2 separate regions of the Salmo salar genome follow, and region 1 is linked to region 2. The links are chromatin contacts, called in public Hi-C maps. All regions are on one chromosome and are shown on one strand. Each heading gives the region's core, a stretch centred on a gene start, on an enhancer-like site or on the middle of the called end of the contact. The rest is flanking DNA. Distances are from core to core; before and after follow the strand shown. Region 1 holds the start of LOC106584033 (adenylate kinase 4, mitochondrial). Region 2 overlaps LOC100286690 (tyrosine-protein kinase JAK1).

Region 1 (4,174 bases), core at 399-2,898, 40 kb after region 2:
TCAGTCTGAGTTCCAGCACAGCACAACACAACATCAGCCACGGTGGTCCAAGGGGTCAGATGCCATCCGTCTTCATGATGCCAGACTCACACATGATACGACGCACGCACACAGACACACACACACACACACACACAGGACTTGGAGCCCAGAGCAAGAATAATATCTTGTCAGTCACACTGTTCTTTTGCAGATGGAATCGTGCCAAAAGAGGGACGTAGAATGACATGACACTGTATAGGGTCGGGAAGGTGGGGGTGTTTTTGGACATTGCAGAAAGTGCATTTACGTCATGCATAGGCCATCGGAGTAACAAAATGACTATGATGGTTGAGAATACATAAAATCCAAATATCATGTCTGTATTTATGTATTTCATGGTATCACATTACAAGAATGAGAACACAATTGCATGCAGAAGTAATGTAAATACGTTTCTCTAATAGGTAACCAAAACCTGCAAAGCTTTGTAATTATTCACAGGATATAATCATGAAATGTGTATGTGCTATGAATTCCACACAGGCTTTACAGAATTCTAGAAATGTATTTTACTACCATTAGTAAGATGTTTCTTTCTCACCTCATATGAATGTAATACCTACCAATACATGTGTAACTACTGTAGCATATCAGCTTTTTCTAAACCTCTTTGAAAGATCATTTTCTATACAACAGATACATGTAGCCTAAAGGAATAAAACCTTGGTCGAAGTCACCACTGTTGACTTACTAGTGTTTGAACTGCATAATTTATGGACACCAAATAGCTGACGTCGGACTTGTTATGGTTCTTGGGCCTCCGCCCTCAGTGCAAGAAGGCTCTCCAGCAGTCCAGTCGCGTAGCCCGCCTGAGGAGGCTCCTCCCTATCTCCTTCTCCCTCCGCTTCATGTAAACAACTCGATTTGCTGGTTCTGTTTGATATCACAGAATTGCAGGAGCACTTGCCAACACTTATTTGAAAAATAACCTGCTGCGCAAGGTTGAGACAACAGTTAAATCGAGCAAAACATAACATTGGGTGCGTAACTGTAAAAATGTAAATAGCATATAAAACTCCCAATAGACTGTACTTAGTATATTATTATAATAGCGTATCGGACTCTTCAATAATCGTGAAGCGTAGACCAGGTAGCCTATACATTAAATACACGTTTAAAACGCAAAATAAAAATATTTAAAACAATCATCACATTTCAATTGTTCCAGATATTCAACTCCACGTTGTCGGGAAAGCTTGTTGCTGTTTTCTATAAATACAACAGGAGTAAGGCTATTTAAAAACCTTTGTAAATTGACCGTCTTATAATTTAAAAAATGTTAACATATATACTTTGCCATAATAACTCTGATATTCAACAACAAGACCATGTCAAAGAGCAACGCTATTGGCGTTGATTGTGTTTTACTATTGTGCAGACAAACGCTAACGCCCAGCCTGCACACACCCCTCTCTAGGTAAAAACAAATACTATGTAGTCCAATCATCGAAATTAACATGAGCAATTCTTATTAATATTTACTTGCAGTTCAATATCTGACGGATATTAGTCTTACTTACGTGCATTTGGCGCATTTCATTCCCGTGTTTACGTGAATAGTTTTAATGACGCAGCAAGACCCACATCGAACAACGTGATTGTCGCCATTTTTTGTTGTTATTGAAATCTCTCAGCCATGTGACAAAATAATAAAACAATGTTTCCGGGTCTCGCCGCACAACAAGCTGAGTAAATTGATAATCTTCCAATTTAGTTTTTTTCGTGTGATGGATTAGGCAGGTTCCATTGACTGAAGACACCAATAGGTTGTACATGCGCAGCATTTGACAGCTTTTGGACACTGACGCCGCGGTATGGTTCGCAACAAGTACATTCCTTGATTCCTTGGTCCGCAAATGTTGCGGAATGGCACTGTCTCAGTGCGTAATGATAATGATGTGTGATGGCCAATGTTTCAGAGGGAACCGCGAAAATCGGGAATTACCGTTTACGCTCTGCATTGACTGCTGCTGTCAACAAGTGCGTTTATTTTGTAGTTTGCAGTGTTTTGTCAATAGGTCTCTTACACATGAGTGGGTTCATGAATTCGGATTTATCCTATTACCATTCATTACGTCATTATTAACTTCCTACCCCATCTGGAAACGTGCCAATCAACAGTGGTGTAAAGTACTTAAGTAAAAATACTTTAACGTACTACTTTAAGTAGTTTTTGGGGGTATTTGTACTTTACTTTGCTATTTATATTTTTGACAACTTTTACTTCACTACATTCCTAAAGAAAATAATGTACTTTTTACTCCATACATTTTCCCTGACACCCAAAAGTACTCCTTACATTTTCAATACTTAGCAGGACAGGAAAATTAGCCAATTCACACACTTATCAAGAGAACATCCCTGGTCATCCCTACTTCCTATTTTCTGGCAGACTCACTAAACATAAATGCTTTCTTTGTAAATTATATCAGAGTGTTGGAGTGTGCCTCTGGCTAACCATTTTTTTTTTTAAAACATGCAAATTGTGCCATCTGGTTTGCTTAATATAAGGAATTTTTACTTTTACCATTCGATACTTAAGAATATTTTAGCAATTACATTTACTTTTGACACTTAAGTATATTTGAAACCAAGTACTTTTAGACTTGTACTCAGTATTTTACTGGGTGACTTTCACTTCTACTTGAGTCATTTTCTATTAAGGTATCTTTACTTTTACTCAAGTATGAGAATTGGGTAGTTTTTACACCACTGCCAATAAATAGAACCCCAAAATAGATCTGAATAGCTTTAATTTGTAATTAATAATACAAACTCAATCAATGCAAGAAGTTGCAGATTGAGGATAGAAAATTAAGATGCAAACTTTTATACTGTGAAGTGAGTCAACTATGGAAATGCAATGAGCCATTACTAGCCTAATAGTGTGGAATAGTGTAGAGGTGGGTCACACAAACTATGCATGGTTGATGACCTTCCATTCTAACTTTAGATCTATAGACTTGTGATAGCAGTATAAACTGATGCCTATGGGATTCAGCTCTGTGGGCTAACATGATCTGGAGTCGTGCAGACGACCCAGGTTCTATTCTATTCTAGAATAAGTATATTCTAGACTTCAGAGAGGTTGGGTTAAATGTGGAAGACACATTTCGGTTGAATGCATTCAGTTATGCAACTGACTACGTATCTCCTTAAACTTTCATGTTTCAGCCACTTACATATGATATGGTTGCGATTGTAAATGATTCGTCTTACTCACAATAGAAAACTACAGGTACCAGATTCCCAAGTGTTACCCAGTTCCTGCGCACAAGTCATCCGCATTTTTTCTTCTTGATGTGTCGGGGAGGTGCTGAGAAATAGGGCGTTGTGGCAGCTCCTCCATTCATTCGCAGAGAAAAACCCTTTCTTAAAGACGCAGACAAGCTACTGTCCCTTGGGAACAGAAAAAAAAACATTTTCTGACTTGGTCTGAGTGAACTACGTGCTATATTACGCATACGTTTTGCAGGACACACAGGCATAAATCGAAGGTGAGGAGTGATTGTGGGCATCGGTGAGGTAGGCCTACATCGCTTGACTGTTTCCCCGTTATGTTTGTTTTTTTCGCCATAGTTTAAATCCTCCATCTGTACAATCAGAAATCTGGAAAGTTCGATTTCTCTAGCTGATTGGATGAATGAGGCTCTTTAACACTTCCGTTTTTTTCTGTAGCCTTTTTAAGTCGTAACCAATTCGGGAAAATTGGCAATTAAGTTAGATTCAGTGTAATACACTGTTGATATACTGTCCCTGTTAACTCAAAACGAGCAGAAAGTATCTGTTCGCGGACTTTGATAATAAGGTGCAATGCATACCATGGGCAACATTGAAAGATGCTTAGGCCTATGAATGTTTCATTGAATGCAGCAGGCATAGGCTATAGCAACCCTGGACTTATTTATTTTGTCTCCTCCAGACACAGATACAGTCCGTGGTGTTGCAGGCTATAGTGGAGGATGGCCAAACTGTTCCGAGCGGTGATCATGGGTCCACCAGGCTCGGGAAAGGGGACCATATCCGAGAGAATTGCTCAAAGATTTGGCCTGACACGTCTGTCCAGTGGCGACTTTATTCGGGAGAATATAGCTGCGAATACAGGTAGGCCTATTCTTGATAAATAATTAGG
Region 2 (4,175 bases), core at 280-2,779:
AAATGTTTTTGGGGGGATTCAGTTCATTTGCATGGCAAAGAGGGACTTTGCAATTAATTGCAATTCATCTGATCACTCTTCATAACATTCTGGAGTATATGCAAATTGCCATCATACAAACTGAGGCAGCAGACTTTGTGAAAATTAATATTTGTGTCATTCTCAAACCTTTTGGCCACGACTGTACATACTTGGTGTGTATAAACAGTGTAACAAAACTGCAATGTAGAGTAGTAGATATATTAGAATCATTATCAGTGTATGGCTGGGTGGAGAGGAGGAAGTGATGTTGTGACAAAGAGAACTCTGTGGTTTTCAACACACACACACAACAAAATCAAAACACAAATGATGCTCCACCCTTGTGACAGGCCTATCATAGCAGGCCAAATATTTCATCATAACAACCCCCCCCCCACACACACACACACACAACAAAAATCAAAACACAAATGATGCTCCACCCTTGTGACAGGCCCATCATAGCAGGCAAAATATTTCATCATAACAACCCCCACACACACACCTCCACCTCCCACGCCTGTCTGCAGTAAACAGAGGAGGAGAGATGTGCTCAGGAAACCACAGTACTACTTAGTCTTTCTTTCCTTGCCTCTCATTGACGCACATGCCCGCGCACGCACACACACACACACACACAGAGGATGTAAACAAGACAGGGTTCTCACACACACAGACACATACGCTTGCAAAAACACATAGCCACACCTACACACAGATTCACACAGTTACCCCCAGAGGGTTAAGTGAGTGGTAATCATGGCGAGGCAGTGTCGCTAAGGGAAACTAGTGCTCCTGGTGTAAACAGGTACTAAAAGGGACATCCTTTCAGCTGACCAGAACCAAGTCACGCAGAGGGCTCAGTTCAATATGCGGGCTTGTGTGTGCAAAACATGTATAGAAAGGCCAACATGACATGCTGAGGGGCTGAAATAAAAGCACTAAAAGTTGAAGTGAAAGTGTGTGTGTGTACTGAATATTTGTGTCTCTCCTCATACCTCTGGGCTGTGGGGGGCAGCAGCGTTTGAGCTGGAAGTGGAGGTTGTCCGTACGGAGGTTCTGTCTAGCCAGGTGGTCGAGCAGCTCTCTGAGAGAAGATCTGTAGGTCTCGGTCCCATACAGACGGAATCCCTCAGAACCCACCTCGATCTGGAAGTTCTTATACAGGTGCACCTGCCTCGACTCACACAGATCAAACTGGAGAGAGGGGAGGAAAGGGGTAGATGAAGGGAAGGAAAGAGGAAATCAGTTGTCCACTGCATACTGCCTGGAACAAATCCCAGTCAGCATGTACAGTAAGGCACATGCTATTTACTGTCCCCGAATTAATTGAATTGAGAATTGAATTGAGATGCCCCAAACGAGAACACACTCAGTCGTCCGTCCCCCCCCCCACACACACACACAGTTTTCACTGATGGGAGTTCAGCTTATCTAACCATGGTAGTGTGATATACACACCAGACTGCCAGGCTGTTGTTTTGACAGTAACCACACATTGTTTGAAAAGGACATCCTGTGTCTGTGTGTGTGTGTGTGTACATGTGTGTGTGTGTGTGTGTACATGTGTGTGTGTATATGTGTGTGTGTGTATATGTGTGTGCGTGTGTGTGTGCGTGTGTGTGTGTGTGCGTGTGTGTCAGAGTGTGTATCATGTTTTGGCATCATCTGTGTTGTAACTGTTTATCAGACAGCTCCTAGTCACTTCCTTGTGTGATTATCTCTGAACTTTGTTGTTTTGGCTTTTTATCAGACTTCTCCATTCGTTCCACCTCAGTTTTTTACAATCCACTCTCTCCGCCTGAAAAAAAGACTTTGTTCTCAAGAGGGTGTGTGATATATTTGTCCTATTGTACAAACGTGTATTAATACGCATGTGTGAATTGGAAATGTTAGTTTTTTTTGCATATCCAAACTCTCCCTGAGACACCCTCGGAGAGTGGGGTCACGGTCAGGGTCTGCCATTTCGACCCTGGCTGTACCAATGCAACCTTGGAACAATTAGGGTGAAGTGCCTTCCGCAAGGGGACATTGACAGACTTGTCAGCTCCGCAATTCCAACTAGCGACGTTTCGATTACTGGCCCAGCGCTCTAACCGCTAGGCTACCTGCCGCCCTAATTCCAGCGTAGAGTGTGGACGCAGTTTCCCATTACCGGAAATGATGCAGTCAAGATTCCCACATTTGGGGGAATTCACAGGGGTCAGCATGGCCAGAGTGCAATGGTCTCGCCTCTTTCGTAATCAAGGTGTCTCCCATGCCAGGTAAGTACGTGTTACCTCTTTGCAGACCACGGTCATGATGATGTTATGGTAGTCAGTACAGGACCAGCGCAGGACGTAGGTTCCCTCCTCGTTGCCCTCCTGGCGAAGCTTCTGGATGGCATACTCCGTACTGCAGGAAACAACAGTCAAACCCCCGAAACTCAACGGTAGATTAAGGCAAATGAAACAGATAGAGAAAGGTAGAGAAAGAAGAGAGGTTAGGAGAATAGAGAGATGGGGGGGGGAGAGAGAACAAAAGCCAGACAGAGATGGACAGAGAGAAAAAAGAGAGAGAGAGAGAGAGAGTGTGTGATCACTGACCAGATAGGTCCATGACAGCAGTTCTGTAGGTTCTGCACCACAGAAGAAGGAGCCACCTCTGTACACAGGTAGTGATGGGCGTCTACCGTCAGACGGAAATACCCGTCCACCAGAGCAGCGAATGCCAGCGCCTCACCTCTAAACTCCAGCTTCACCTCCTAGAGGACAATCGAGTTAAACAATATTAACAAATACTTCATAAATCATTACATTCAATACTTGATTCATTCGTCTTTATTGGGATCCCCATTAGCAGGTTGACATTTATTGGGATGAATCTTGTCCTGGAGGCAGAGCTCAGCGGTTTCCAAAGCAAAGTTAAAATTGGCTATATCGTAAAAAAATGTATGCTAATAAAAATGAGCTTTTTGGTCTTCATTTAAGGTTGGGCATAAGGTTAGCAGTGCAGTTAAGGTTAGCTTTAAAAATCAGATTTGATGACTTTGTGGCTAGGCCACTCTGCAGAGCTGCCACCAGGACAAGATTCATCCCAATAAATCAAATGGCAGGGCTCTCCAGAGGGTGGTGCGGTCTGCACAACGCATCACCGGGGGCAAACTACCTGCCCTCCAGGACACCTACAGCACCCGATGTCACAGGAAGGTCAAAAAGATCATCAAGGACAACAACCACCCGAGCCACTGCCTGTTCACCCCGCTACCATCCAGAAGGCGAGGTCAGTACAGGTGCATCAAAGCTGGGACCGAGAGACTGAAAACAGCTTCTATCTCAAGGCCATCAGACTGTTAAACAGCCATCACTAACAAAGAGAGGCTGCTGCCTACATACAGACTTGAAATCATTGGCCACTTTATAAATGGATCACTAGTCACTTTAATAATGTTTACATATCTTGCATTACACATCTCATATGTATATACTGTATTTTATACCATCTATTGCATCTTGCCTATGCCGCTCTGTCATTGCTCATCCATATATTTATATGTATATATTCTTATTCCATTCCTTCACTTAGATTTGTGTGTATTAGGTAGTTGTGGAATTGTTAGATTACATGTTAGATATTGCTGCACTGTCGGAACTAGAAGCACAAGCATTTCTCTACACGTGCAATAATCTGCTAACCGTGTGTATGTGACCAATAACATTTCAAGATTCATCCCAATAAATACCAACCTGCTCCCCATTAGCTGACACCTTAGTCTGTGTTCCAAAACACTCCACTAGCTTCCTTTCTTGTAGATTCCTTCAAGGAGCTTGTTTTTTCGAGGTTCAGTTAGCTTGGTCTGATGCAACGAGTAGCACACTTACAAGCCATGGCATGCAGTCACAGTGATCATTTCAGTCCCACAGAATTAGGGCAACACTGTTAAGTACTGTACACACACTCAGGAACTGTACAAGTCTTTTCCTGTACATAGCTCTATTCTTAACAGAGGCATGTCTAATGGTAATCTAATCTCATCTAAACACAGACTACTAATCGGATGATTTGTTCCTGGGCTAGGTTGGCTGGCTGTTAGGCCCGGTGACCTTTGAACTAGCTGGCTGGAGTGGAGACAGTAGAGAAGAGACAACCTGAGACCAATTCATTAATTAATTAAA

Evidence for each region. A called contact is a pair of places that touch in the nucleus more often than the background predicts.
Region 1: a Hi-C map of gill shows a contact between it and region 2, with 2.8 times the contacts expected there. The contact joins the promoter of LOC106584033 here to the enhancer-like site in region 2. A contact is called at or near these places in 2 of 3 Hi-C or Micro-C datasets (blood and gill).

The regions. Positions count from the first base shown.
Region 1 is chrssa23:9,764,444-9,768,617 of Ssal_v3.1, forward strand. LOC106584033 (adenylate kinase 4, mitochondrial) reads left to right here and starts at 1,649. Exons shown (of 6, transcript XM_014168832.2): 1 at 1,649-1,854; 2 at 3,965-4,146. The coding sequence starts at 4,005. LOC123729851 (a long non-coding RNA gene) reads right to left here and starts at 1,708. Exons shown (of 2, transcript XR_006761521.1): 1 at 1,563-1,708; 2 at 1-974.
Region 2 is chrssa23:9,724,807-9,728,981 of Ssal_v3.1, forward strand. It overlaps LOC100286690 (tyrosine-protein kinase JAK1), which reads right to left. Exons shown (of 24, transcript XM_014168828.2): 8 at 2,607-2,764; 9 at 2,301-2,415; 10 at 1,020-1,218. It also overlaps the pseudogene LOC123729987. Among protein-coding and RNA genes, the nearest start is that of LOC100286690, 32 kb to the right of the region's middle. Within about 2 kb of position 1,530, at least 5 of the 13 cell types and tissues checked have an H3K27ac peak or open chromatin away from gene starts, as enhancers often do. A contact at or near this core is called in gill, where this site is marked.